Regions from separate parts of the Zea mays genome. Here region 1 is linked to region 2. The links are chromatin contacts, called in public Hi-C maps. All regions are on one chromosome and are shown on one strand. The core of a region is the stretch at or near the end of the contact, and the rest is flanking DNA. Distances in the headings are between cores, read along the strand shown.

Region 1 (2,700 bases), core at 119-2,618, 410 kb before region 2:
AACCGCTGCTGGTGACATACAATGTGACCCTCGCGCTATGGGGACATGTCCACAGGTACGAGAGGTTCTGCCCGATGAAGAATTCCCAATGTGTCAACACTTCATCAAGCTTCCAGTACTCTGGCGCTCCTGTGCATCTTGTGATCGGGATGGGCGGCCAAGACTGGCAACCTGTATGGCAACCGAGGCCTGATCACCCAGACGTCCCTATCTTTCCTCAGCCTGAGCGTTCCATGTACCGCGGTGGCGAGTTTGGATACGCCAGACTTGTGGCAACAAGGGAGAAGCTAACACTGACTTATGTGGGGAACCATGATGGGCAGGTCCATGATATGGTGGAGATATTTTCTGGCCTGGTATCCCCCAGTAACAGTAGTGTTGCTGAGGCGGTGGATGGAACCAAACTTGGCACAGGAGTCAGCACCGTGCGGAAAATTTCTCCGCTGTACTTGGAAATCGGAGGCAGTGTGATGTTTGCGCTGCTCCTGGGATTTTCCTTTGGGATACTTGTCAGGAGAAAGAAAGAAGCTGCACAGTGGACTCAAGTAAAGAATGAGGAATCGTAGTAGTGTTGCCAATACCGTGAGCCTGGTGCAGTGGTGGTGATCCAAACTTGTGTGGGTGTAATTACTGGAGTAGAACCTAACAAAGTGAAGGCATTTCTGACTTCTTGGGGGGCTCCGCGTCCTCTTGGTACAACTAGTGTATTGATAGTCTTGGGAAATGAAGGTTCTGATCGCATATCTGTTGTTGTAATAGTTCAATGTATAAGCATGTAATAAGTGATATAATGTTCACATTGCTTTGGTTGACACAAGTGTGTAACATGTGCTACCACAAGTGATTCTGGGCGTCCTTTGTAGTTGAACCATATTTGTTTTATGATCCTGCTTTTCTGTATCATCTGCCTGCTTTTGTTAGCAGATGTACGGAATCTTCTGTACTTGGAGTTTATACCTAACAACATACTTATATATTTATATTACAAACCTGTCTGATACAGCTTCATGAGCTATTGGAAGCTGTGGAGCTCTCTTTTTCAAAACAGTTTTATAGATGAAGCTCTTCATTTACGCTTGTACAAAGGAATGAAGAGAGGTAGTTGAAAAAAAGCAACTTTTTTACATCTCTGTCTTATTTTTATCTTTCAGCCATGCATGAAATTGTTGGTGAAGCTGTTTTGCAAAATATTTTTTTCCCAAAACAGTTTAAATTCATCTTAGAAAGCTACTCAACAGCTTCATGGATGAAACTGATGAGATTTTGCAAACGGGTCCTACACATTCGAAATATCTAAATGAGCGGTCAAGCATGGTTTCTTTGGACGATGTTGAAGACTTGGATCAGAAACGCCATCCGGGACACCGTGACCAGGTCCGGCGGCGAAGCGAGATGGTGTCATCCAAGAAAGTGTGCGTGGTCGGCGCTGGCGTGTCGGGGCTGGCGTGTGCCCGCGAGCTGCTCCGCGAGGGCCACGACGTGACGGTCATGGAGCAGAGCGGCGGCGTCGGCGGGCAGTGGCTGTACGACCCGAGGGCGGACGGCGGCGACCCACTCGGCGCTGCCGGCGCGCACAGCAGCATGTACGCCTCCGTCCGGCTCATCAGCCCGAGGGAGCTCACGGGCTTCTCCGACTTCCCCTTCTTCCCCAGAGACGACGGCACCGGCGACTCCCGGCGGTACCCGGGGCACGCTGAGTTCCTGAGGTACATCAGGGACTTCTGCGACGCGTTCGGGCTCATGGACGTCGTCAGGCTCAACACCAAGGTCCTGCGCGTCGGCCTGGCGGCGCCGCGTGCCGCTGATGACGGTGACGGCATCAAGCGGTGGACGGTGAGTTGGTCTAGACATCGTGGCTGCGATGGCGAGGTGGTCACCACGGAGGAGGAGGTGTTTGACGCCGTCGTCGTCGCCGTCGGCCAGTACACCCAGCCACGGCTCCCAACCATCAGAGGTTGGTTCCGACCGAATGCGTCGTTGTTCATGCCCGGCCTGTTGCTCAACTGATGGATGCTGCTCGTATAGGCATGGACAAGTGGAGCAGGAGGCAGCTGCACTCCCACTCGTATAGGGTCCCCGATTCCTTCCACGGCGAGGTGGTGGTGATCGTGGGCTTCCGTCATAGCGGCGTGGACATCGCGCTGGAGCTCTCCAAGTTGGCGAGGGAGGTGCACGTCAGCGTCAAGTCCATGGAGGCGCTCACTCCCGCCGTGTCCAAGGCCGTCGCCAGGCACAGCGACCTGCACCTGCACCTCCAGGAAAGGAAACCGTGCAGCTACAAATCTATGCTCCAATATTCGCTGGTTCAGAATCTGATCCAGCAATCCAGGTACGGACGGTGACCTGACAAATTAAATGTGGCTTGCATATCGCAGATCGAGTGCTTGCGCGAGGATGGGCAGGTAACGTTCGCCGACGGCTCGCGTGTCGCCGCCGACTCCATCATCTACTGCACCGGGTACGACTGCTCGTTCCCGTTCCTGGACACGGGAGGCCTGGTGACCGTCGACGACAGCCGCGTCGGCCCGCTGTACGAGCACACGTTCCCGCCGGCGCTGGCGCCGTCGCTGTCCTTCGTGGGGTTGCCGAGGATGGTGCTGGTGCCGCGGTTCTACGAGGCGCAGGCGAGGTGGGTGGCGCAGGCGCTGTCGGGCTGGCGGCCGCTGCCGCCGTCGGAGGAGATGGCGCGCTCCGCCGAGG
Region 2 (2,700 bases), core at 101-2,600:
AGCTAGTGAACAGCTTCCTCTATAGGCAGCTGCATAATCATATCTTTCTTGCCTCAGTAAACTGCCTAAAGCTATTGGTTTGCGATCAAGACCCTGTTTGTTTAGCCTCGAGGTTGTATACATGTGCTTAATATCTTTCTTTGGTATAACATTAACTTCAAAGACCCAGCGCATAATATTATGGAACTTTATACTCACATTCTTATATTTGTTTCCAGCCTTGACAAATCTGCAGTCTGAACACGTCACAAATGATGTCTTGCCTTTTATGGATGTACATCTTGGTCACCTCTATTTATCGCTTTTGTGGATGGATTGTTCAGCTGGCTTTAGTAGATGAAATGGCTCTGCACTTGTAGTTGCGTAATGTTTGTGCCTAGCTGTCTGGATTATGTCGGCCAAGAGTTGGCTCTAGGTACCTTGTAAATACCTCTGGTTTGGGTGCCTGTTCCCCACTATATCGACTAGACGTAAACTTGGATCATATAATTTTATTTTGGACCAGTTTCCAGCTGAAACAAGCCTCAACGTCATGCTATGGTGCACGTTTAAGTGCGGTGCTACAACTTTAATGTGAATTATTTTCGAGCTATCTATGTTCTATGTTATGTTGAATATCTGTTTTCTTTCTCTCTGAACTAAACAAATTTGATTTGAGATTTAGTACCTCCTCTATTTAATTTGATTATAGCGTGTACAATTATGTATTTATATTTTTCAGTGTGGGGGGGGGGGGGCGCCGCTTGTTCTAGTTTGATTGACATCCACAAAAATACGAGTGGCAGTGTGCGTAGACTAGATGACGTGCAGGTGTATCTTTTTGCTTGCTGCCTTGCCTTGGTGCAGCACCCATGTGTCACCCGTGATTTGATGAGTCGGCACGCTTTGCCTTGCTGCAGCATCCATGTCTTATACTCTCTCCGTTTCTTTTTATTAGTCACTGGATAGTGCAAGCGACTAATAAAAAGAAACGGAGGGAGTATTAAAAATTGTTTCCATGTTTAAATATGATGGCTTGGTGTGACGGCTCGTAGGTGTGTCAGCTTGTGCTAGCCTCAATCAAGCCGTGCTAGCCGTCGGTTTGACCAAGGGTTTAAATGTGAATTTTTTTTCTAAAAAGAGGCTAAATTGTAAAAAGTTCGGTCCGGCAAAGAAGACAGCCTTAGTGCTAGTTTAGGAATTAGGAGCCACAAATTTGAAAGAGATTGAAGAGACTGGAATCTTCTTCTTATTTAATTTTGGATAAAAAGATGATTTTAGATCCTACAATTCCTAAACTACTGGGATTTGGAACACGGAGGAATATGTATAAAATGCACCAAACTAGAAAAACAATTGCGTGGAGAAAAGGAAGGGCCATGAAAAGCACGGCTCAGGAAAAACAACGGCGGACAGCCCGCCTCCACCGCCGTGGCGCCGTTCACCCCGCCCCGCGTTCTCTCTCCCTCGGCGACGGCTCGACGACCGCCGCGCCGCCCTACGCTCCAGCCTCCATGTGCTTCGCGGGGCCCTTCGCCGTCGACTAACACACCACCACCACCATGTACGACCGCCCCATCTCTTCCCTTCCTGCTCTACGAAGCCTAGCACCAAACCCTAACTGTTTGTTTTATTCGGATTTGTTCCAAACTACAAATGTGGTGTATGTAGTATTGTGTCCACTAACTTTGCTCTCTTTTTTTTTCCCTTTTTCTTTTTGCAAAAAAACATCGGGTGTACATGTGTTCACCCGTGCCGTTTACTGGGTCGGCAGTCGGCCGGCACCTGGCCCAAGGGTTGAGCATGGAGATCACGAACGAGATGCTTAAGAGACTGCCGAGACTACGTGAGTAGCCTGTTTTCTTCTCCAGTCCAATTCATATGCTTGACCATGGACAAAATAGCCTTGTTGCTGCCCAATAAGTGGCGAAATCGCCATCGGGTCAAGGAACGTTAAATTTTCAGCAATGATAAATTTCTGTCATTTGCTAAAAAAAAGGCATTTCAACACGTCACATTCTTAACGGACGCATATATAGTTAAATCCTATGGGGGTAGAACATAGTACAGCTTGAACATTGAACAGCCAGAACATGCTAAATGCTGCTTCGGTTCCCCTGCTCCCAAATAATTATCAAACTCAGTCACTCTCTCTTTCCAGTTCCTCCCGAATTTCTCCTTCGAAGCCTATCATTATTGCCATGAACCGAGACACGTGTCATCCCTGTCATACTTTGGTGATGCCAAACTTGAAGAAAATAATGGTGTTTGGACAGCAATGAGCCAATGATGCCAAAGCTTGCTGCGTTTGTGATTTCGACATGTAGGACTCAATTATCATCCAATGTTTCTTTACTAGTATATAGTAAGTGGGACATTTTCTTTTTTAGATTTCATAGCAGGGAAGTCAGTAGTGACAATGGTCCCCAAACTGGTGCACGGTTTATGTGTGATCCTTTGAAGCCAGATGATCCACGAGTTCAACATTTAATGCTGCTGATTTGGTAGCACCACTGCACCAGTACTCTGTCCATTTGCGCAGCCAATATTTTTGGCAGGCAAATGGCTTCCATGCGCAAATGAACTGGTGGACAGCTTACTGATAGCATTGTACACACCAATTTTGGTAGCTATCAAAATGCTAGCAAAATTTCTTTGGTGTTGCCAAACTTGTGAAGGCTTGCGGGGATCCAAACCAAATAGCCCTCGAGAACCCTATGC

Evidence for each region. A called contact is a pair of places that touch in the nucleus more often than the background predicts.
Region 1: a Hi-C map of leaf shows a contact between it and region 2, with 9 times the contacts expected there. The contact joins the promoter of LOC103631875 here to the promoter of LOC100280358 in region 2. A contact is called at or near these places in 4 of 25 Hi-C or Micro-C datasets (bundle sheath, ear, leaf and 1 more).

What each region holds. Positions count from the first base shown.
Region 1 is chr7:1,880,767-1,883,466 of Zm-B73-REFERENCE-NAM-5.0, reverse strand. LOC103631875 (flavin-containing monooxygenase FMO GS-OX-like 8) reads left to right here and starts at 1,368. Exons shown (of 3, transcript NM_001364923.1): 1 at 1,368-1,954; 2 at 2,026-2,258; 3 at 2,376-2,700. The coding sequence starts at 1,393. It overlaps LOC100286077, which reads left to right. Exons shown (of 2, transcript NM_001364924.2): 2 at 1-984. The coding sequence ends at 566.
Region 2 is chr7:1,469,675-1,472,374 of Zm-B73-REFERENCE-NAM-5.0, reverse strand. It overlaps LOC100280358, which reads left to right and starts at 1,350. Exons shown (of 10, transcript NM_001153284.1): 1 at 1,350-1,825.